Linked DNA regions of Mus musculus: region 1 is linked to region 2. A link is a contact called in public Micro-C data. All regions are on one chromosome and are shown on one strand. The core of a region is the stretch at or near the end of the contact, and the rest is flanking DNA. Distances in the headings are between cores, read along the strand shown. Region 1 overlaps Foxp1 (forkhead box P1). Region 2 has its middle 220 kb from the start of 4930595L18Rik.

The links. A called contact is a pair of places that touch in the nucleus more often than the background predicts.
Region 1: a contact with region 2 is called in a Micro-C map of muscle stem cells, with 5 times the contacts expected there. The contact joins two enhancer-like sites. A contact is called at or near these places in 4 of 484 Hi-C or Micro-C datasets (muscle stem cells, myocytes, pancreatic cancer cells and 1 more) and 1 of 115 datasets of contacts at active chromatin or transcription factors (pancreatic cancer cells).

Annotation. Positions count from the first base shown.
Region 1 is chr6:98,954,610-98,958,679 of GRCm38.p6, reverse strand. All of the region lies in intron 11 of Foxp1 (forkhead box P1), which reads left to right. Among named protein-coding and RNA genes, the nearest start is that of Gm38865, 170 kb to the left of the region's middle. Within about 2 kb of position 1,954, at least 39 of the 459 cell types and tissues checked have an H3K27ac peak or open chromatin away from gene starts, as enhancers often do. A contact at or near this core is called in muscle stem cells and pancreatic cancer cells, where this site is marked.
Region 2 is chr6:98,773,788-98,777,681 of GRCm38.p6, reverse strand. No RefSeq gene overlaps it. Among named protein-coding and RNA genes, the nearest start is that of 4930595L18Rik, 220 kb to the right of the region's middle. Within about 2 kb of position 2,036, at least 27 of the 459 cell types and tissues checked have an H3K27ac peak or open chromatin away from gene starts, as enhancers often do. A contact at or near this core is called in muscle stem cells and pancreatic cancer cells, where this site is marked.

The sequences.
Region 1 (4,070 bases), core at 705-3,204, 180 kb before region 2:
GTGTCGGGGACAGCAAAGGCCTAACATTACTGGTGACCTCCTGTGGCCGTGGCTTTGAGGCTGGAGCCAGGCGAGGGGAGAGGGAGCGTCTGGGTTTCTCACTTGCACATCCTCCTTTGAAAACCCGAGACACTTATTTTTCATAATTTAAAATCCTGCCTAAGTCTGCAGGCATTAGGATTCCAAGACTATGACTTGAGTATTAGTATGTGTCTGCTTTAAATGTCAAGAGAGTCTTTAGTAACAACATGTGAAGAATGTTAAAATGGCGACAGAACACAATAAAAGCAGGGAAATTCTTGAGTTGGGGTGAAGTGAGGTGTGGGTCACTGAACATGGTAGTTGATGGTCAAGAAATCTTTACAAGTTTGTCCTGGTGCTGAATTCAGAAAGAACGCAAATGGCGGTGGAGTGGATGGATGCAGAGTTACTGTTCGGTCACTGACCAGGTTGGTGGAGGAGTTGTGGTCCTTCTTTCCAGAGACTCCTGTTTAGGCTATGTGGATTTTACTTCTGAGCCCTTGTTCCTTTTCGCTTTGGTCACGTGCAGCTCGGGGAGCAGTGTAACTGTGTACCTTCTGCCACAGTCAGACACAGACAGTCCGACTGTTGGGTCACCGTACGTAAAAGCTGGCTTTGGAAGTGAGATAGTCTCTGGTGAAGTCCACTCGAGAACGGCGTCACCCAGTCTCCCTTGCATTCACTTGGGCTGTTGTGGCCCTCACACAAACCCAGGCTTCCTGTTTGCTGTCTTGAGAGGTTGGTTAGCAGGCTCCTTGGGAACATCTCAGTCCCACCAGCTCCTCAGGTGAGGTGCCTGCTGTCACTGCCAATCCCAACTCCTTTATCAGAGTGGTGCCATTAATCAGGGTGAAGAGTGATATATGGAAGATTCTCCCCGCCCCCAATTCAGGGACGGTACCAAGGGAGTCTGAAGATCAGACTGTCTGGATAATGTCACACCTAGCGTTCGTTATAAAGCAGGTCTCTAGTTTTACTCTTGTCCTTTCTTGGCTTCATGGCCTCACAGGTGTTCATCCTCTGTGCCTCAGTTTCCCCAATTAAAGAACATAAATCAAGTGGACCCAGAGCCTTATTATCTGTCCAGGCAGATAACTTACTGGTCCCTAATAACTGCAGTGCTCTTACATTAGGGACACTCGTTTCAGTAGAGCCCTATGTGTCACTAGTAGGAATTACGAGGGTGCCCTTACAAAGTCCTCCCAACAGCAGATAGGAGGAGAATGGTGAAGGAACCGCAAACTCTGCTCCCTTCTCTCTGGCATGCGGTAGCTGGTGGCTCTCATGCCTGGCTTTTGTCTTTGCAGACACTGAGTGGAACACCATAAATTTGGCATTAATGAGTGGTGTTTGAGCAATGTATGAGTTCTGAGCGTCCACAACTTTGTCTCTCTGAAAAACCCAGTTTGAGGCTTGGCTAATAGAAGAGGGTGTGACTATCAACCAATAGAGAATAATTGTTTGCCCAGGACAGAGTGAGGCCCCGAGATAAGTCTGTCAGCCTTAGACCCCATCTTCCCACACTTCCTGCCTTATTCTCGTCTTTAAGACATGGGCCTTCTCTTCCCACCCAGACTCCCAGCTGACTCCATTACACCCCATTGTGTGGATCCTGATTCCAAAGATATACCCAGCCAGTGTAGACTAGACTGATTTAATTTCTCCTTAAAAAAAAAAAAAATTGCAGCAGGTATTTTTAACCTCCATGAAGCATTCATTAGCAGCACTGAGCTTGCTCTGTGCGGAACTCAAGCTCAGAACAACCCTGCGAGTTCAGAGACGAGGATTCCATATTTAGAAGAAAAAATGAAGTGCTCCGAAGGATTACAGACTGCTCTGAGGCCAGAATTTGACACAGCACAGGAGAGTGTATCTGTTACCTGCTTCCACTCTGCTGCCTTTCAAGAGAGTTGGTATACAGACTGGGTAATTCCAGTGACCCCCTCCCTGCTCAGGAGCGCCCTCTAAGGGGACTCACTCTCCTGCTTGTGTGCCACCCACTGGGGAAAGCATTAGGGCAGAGGGAGTTATACCAAGGGTGTGCTCCCTCCGGTCATACTCGGTGTTCTCACACTATGGAAGGAAAAGACCCAGGGAATGTGGATGGCTTGGAGGAGTTCGGGGAATGTGATCTTAGCTCAGTCACTTAACTTCAGGGTGTGGATGTGGCTTGTGTCCACATTGTAGTTGGTCCTGTCTGCTGGAAGGTCAGACTTGGTGGATACCGAGAGGATGGCGCCCCCATGCTTGGCCTTTAGATTTTTTCCTCTTTCCACACTACTTATTCCTTGTAATTGCTACATCGGAGATGTTTACCCCCAAATTAAGTCAAAATTAATATTCAGCAGACTCTTCCATAAATACCACCTCTCACCCTTTAATTTGTGTTGTTCGGCATGGGCAGTCTACTTACTTCACGGTTTTAGAAAGAGTGGCATGCATGATGCGTGACTTAATTCCTTTCTGCCCCATCCTAGTTTTCAAAACAAACTTAAAAAATAAAATAAAGCAAAAAACACGGCAGAAGAGTATTTTCGTTTTAGTGTGTCTCCAGAAAAAAACCCCACAAAACAAACAAACAAAAACACTTTAGGGCACTTAATGTAAAAAGAAAAAAATGAATAACCATAGAAAAATGCTATTCCCCACGCTTTAATTGTTTTGTCTGCGCCACTCTGAAAACCCAAATTCCTTTGGCATTATGTGTTTAGAGACTTAGTTTGGCAGTTCAATAATGCACCGAGAAACAGAGGGTGGGTAGCATCATGTAGGTCCTAATATGGCAGCGCTTTCATTTCCTGTTTGTTGAAAGATAAATGCTAACACTGTAAAGCACTCCCCCCTTCCTCCTCATTTATTCCTTCCCAAACCACAAGGGAATAGAAAGAAATAAAAACTCAAATGTGATATGGCTGTTGACTGAGCCAGCCGGTAGGGAAGACATAGAGACGTGTTTTCCTCTGCCATTGCGTCCCATCCCCCTTCTCTGCTCTCCCCTGACTCTGAGCCCCTACTTCCCATCTCCCCACCACCGGAAATAACTTGGCTAAAAATGTGAAGTAGATTTAATTTGGGCATAATTTTAAGGCTCAAAAAAAAAAAATAACCTGGGCTTTCTAAAGATTTAAAGTCAACTATGAGATACTAAAGGGATAAGTAAGTTCCTCACCTTGCTCCTAAGGCTTTGTTTTTGACACACTATAAAGCTTTGGAAGATGCACACATGTATGTAGAAATACTCCTCCCCTTCCTATGTCCACATTGTCCCTTAATGCTACATCTGTCTCCTCAGCTTCACTTTTTGTTGTTGTTGTTTTTTTGGTTTTTTGGTTTTTGTTTTGGAGGCCATATCCTTCTCCACTTACCTGAGAGTCATCATTGGAGGTCCTTGCCCCAGCTTTCTTGTGATGTACCAAAGTTATCACTGTATCAGACTGGTCCAAAGCCAGCATAAAGGTTCTAGCACCTAATGAACAGTGAATGTCTGCTCTGCCCATCCCGTTTGAAATATCTATAACATCAGAAGATAACTTTTTTTTTTCCTTTGAGACAGGGTTTCTCTGTGTAGCCCTGGCTGACCTAGAACTCACTCTGTAGACCAGGCTGGCCTCGAACTCAGAGATCCGCCTGCCTCTGCCTCCTGAGTGCTGGGATTAAAGGCGTGCGCCACCACGCCTAGCAGAAAATAACTTTTTTATGAAGTAAAGATACTGGGATTATTAAGGAAGCATCTAGTGGGGTACTTGATGTTGAACCCCTGAAACAGATGTTCTTATTGCTCACCTAAAGATGGGAACCCCCTCAGTTCTGGTATCCCTGCTCCTGCCAGCAAGACAGACTCAGCTAACTTTCCACAAGTGTATCCAGGTATCCATGAGTTTGTCCACAACCACAACAGATGAATTTATGAGTGTGAGCTAGCTGCTCATCTTGCCATGGCCTCGTCATGATTCAGCTTGGCTAATGGGCATGATTCATGCTTGCCTTTGAGCTGTCCGTGTTCCCCGGGACTCCTTGGTGCCAGCAGGTCTAGAACGTGCCAGTTAAAG
Region 2 (3,894 bases), core at 787-3,286:
AAGATGTGTGTAGCAGGTTATGTGATAGGGAGTCACATGATGCTATTGTAATGCTGCAGACTCCAGCACTGGGGGTGGGAAGGGCAGTGGGGAGTAGCAGGTAGTGTGGGGCATAACAGACATGATTAAATGGTAGCAAAGAGACACAAGAAGAAGTGGGTTACTGTACTGTGCAAACAAACCACTCTCACAAAGTTCACAAAGGAAAACAACAGACTATATGGTGAGAGGGCTGTGTGTGAGAAAGGCTGAGAGCTGAGCCTGGAGTAATGAAGACATCAGAAACAGGAGAATGAGGGAAATTCATGGTCTTTATTCCAGGACCAGTGAGAAACCATTATTGATTTATAGGATGTGTGTTCATTAAGAAAATCACTTTGGCTATTATATGGCCACTGGGAAAAGGCTAGAGACAGGAAAACCAACGGGAAGATTTCTGAGTTAATTTGGCCAGTGATCTGATGTGGGGAGGGGAGGAAGTGTGGGAGCCAGCTGAGATTTGAAGGCACAGTGGTGTCATTTACTGATGTTGACACCACAGGAAGAGAAACGAGTTTAGGAGAAAGGTAGAAATACTAAATTTCGTTTTTGAACATGATGGAGTTCAGGAGCCCGTGGGAAAACCACTAGGCTTTCATCGGTTCTCGGTTGTCTCCCTGATGGAGTCTGAGATGCAGAAATGAAGCTTAGCTGTAAGTAGAAACTAAAATAGTGTGTTTCTTTCTGGCCACTAAGGCAAACAGTGAAACTGTTATAGAGCTAGCTCTGTGGAATGGCATGTTTAAGTGAATATGCTTGAAAACGACCATCTTCTACATACCATCACACATGGCACTGTATATGTTATATGCACTGTCTCCATCCTTTAAAGATGGACTGAAATAGGGCTGTTTATGTGATCCTTGCAGACAGGAAGTCAACACTGAAAGAGTCCAAATAATTTACCAGTCACACAGTAAGAGACAGATCAAGGCTTTAAGCCAAGTCCTCTGATACCAAATCAAGACTCCTCAATACTGTGTTAAAGTTGTGGCCTAGACATTGTTATCAGATGAAGTCGCACTGCACCCCATCTATAGAAAAGAAAACAGAAATAGCAAGTTCTTCGTTGATTTCTACAAATTATTTGACACATTTTTATGTTGGGGCACAGATAGTGCCTAATACACTTCTTCTTGTAAACCTCTTCCCCATCTTATTACCTTGAGTTGTATGTATTCAGCACATATTTATGCAATGAATGGAAATAGAAATTTCACCAGCGTTAGATTGATTAAGGAAGAAGACCATGCGTTGGAATTTTTATGAATTAGGGGAAATTATGTTAGTGGCGAGAGACATAAATGCATAAATCAGATTCAAAGCAGTGTGTGAGGGGGGACCTAATTATTTCCTGAATGCTTGAAAAGCTGCCATCTTCAGGATGGCAGGATCCTAGATTCAGCTCTGGTTCTAGTTTGTTGCAGGAGTTGGTCTCTGTCTTTCTCCTACTGTGTGGGGTTTGTCACCAGGCTGCCCCGGTAGGTTCAGGCTAACACCCTCTTAGATTCATTTCTGGGAACAGGAACCCTCTCTTCCAGTCACTCCAGTAGAATTCTTTGAATTGAATCTCTTTGGTCTGGCTGGAAACACACATTCATTTTGAGCCAATCTCACTGGCCAAGAGGAAAGGCTGTAATGTCTGCTTGGGTCTGAGTCACAGGTCTGCCCTTCAAGGGAGGCAATGGGGGGTTGTCAGAAAGGATGAAGATGCTCAACAGATGCACAAACTGATGAGAGTTGGAACTGGTCCTTTCTCCAGCCCAGCCCAGGGTCCAGTCCACTAATAATAGAGGGAGGAATATGCACTAGGCAGGCAAAAACAACAGATGCCCATTATATTTGGCCACAGCAAACTAAGATTCTGGTTTGTTATAAAGAATGCAGTTTTCTTATAGATGTATTTGAGTTTAGAGATAAGACTATTTAGGCAACAGTAAGTTCTATACTTCATCATTCAGTCACCTTGTGTTCTTTTATTAGTCACTCAGTGATTTTATTACTAGAACTGAGTAAACTAACCACGGCATAATTTAAGCACTTAATTTAAAAAAAAAAATGAGTACAACTACCAGCAATGTCACTTGGCCTAGTGTCAGGAATTTCTAACTCAATGTATTCTGTGATATATTTTTTTTTAAATCCCTGACACCAGTGTAACTTCTATGCAAAGAATAAGACTAATCTTAGAGCCGAATAAGAAAATTTGCCCTCATTATCTAAAAATCTACTTGGTCCCTAATTTGGACAGGATAGGCATAGGGCAGGGGGTGGGGGAGGGGTGGGAGGTGGGGATAGAGTAGACTAATTCTTATGCTTTAGATAGGAAAACTTCTACTTTTTGGTGTTTCTTCACAAACACCAATGACATACACAATTATGTAAATGTAACATTTAACAAAATAAGAACAAAATTCTATCTGTTAAAGATGAACTATAGCATTCTCAAGATGTCTGAAAGCGTTAGTTTTGTCTAGAGGAAAAGTAGAACCGCAGAGAAGAATAAATAGCTACCTAGTTTAACCAGCAGGCTGGTGCACAACCGTCATCAGTGCGGTCTCTGTGGTACCAATGCTAAAATGTCTGTGGATGATCGGGGTCCAGACATATTGGAGAATAATTTTATCATACAACAAGACAAATCAAAATTAGGCTGGGGGTTTTCTTAGGCTTTCTTTCTGCCCCCCTCATTTTGTTTTTGGTACCCTGAGAGCTTCACAAAGAATGACGAAACAAACAAACCAAATGTTCTAAGAAGCAGATAAGCATACATCGTCTCAAGACCAACAGAAGGTGAAAACCAGTCCTACCCTGCTTGCCTGCTTACTTTGGGCACGGCATTTCACAGGGAAGAAACTGTGCTGGCACACTCTTGAGTCTGTGTGTACTCATACGTGTGGAAGTCTGCCTGCATGTATGTAGAGGTAAGAGTTACATCTTAGCTCTTATTCCACAGATGTCATTCATCTTGGTTGGTTGGTTTGCTTATTTGTTGGTTTGAGACATGATCTTGGAGCTTACCAATTAAGCTAGGTCAGCTGTCCAGTCATCCCCAGGAACCCACCCATCTTCATCAGACCACGTCTGGGATTACAAGTATATGTAATCCCATCCTGCCTGGCTTTTTGACATGAGTTTGTGGGATGAAACTGGGGTCCTCATATTTGCAAGCAAGTACTTTTAGAGACTGAGGCATCTTTCCATCAATCAATGAAAACCTTTTTACTTAAAATGTTTTTTAGACTTACTTATTTTATTTTATGCATGTGTTTCGCCTGCATGTATGTATGTGCACCATGTGTGTGCTTGGTGCCCTTGGAGATCCAAAAAGGTCATCAGATTCCCCACAGGTGAAGTTACAAATGGTTGTGAGCCACAGTGTGTGTGTTGGGAACGGAACCCAGGAATTACAAGGATAGGGCAGTGGGCCTGTGTACTGGTCACTAACCTTTGCTGTGCTAACACTTAGTGTATTCAAAGAACATTTATCAAAGTTAGATACAGATTTTAGAACAATGCCAATTACTCAAATACAAGCTTTATTTGAGTTTCGTTGGTTTTATAGTTTTGGTTGTAGAATCCCTTCCTTCCTTCCTTCCTTCCTTCCTTCCTTCCTTCCTTCCTTCCTTCCTTCCTTCTTTTTTCCTTCCTCCCTTCCTTTCTTCTTTCCTCCCTTCCTTTCTTCTTTCCTTCCTTCATTTCTTCTTTCCCTCCTTCCCTCTCCCTCCTTCTTTCTACTTCCTTCCCTCCATTCCTTTTCTTTTCTTATCTTTCTTTTCCCTGCCCCCTCCCTTCTCTCCCTCCCTCCCCCTCCTTCCCTTTCTCCCTCCCACCATGCTTCTTTCTCTACCTCTC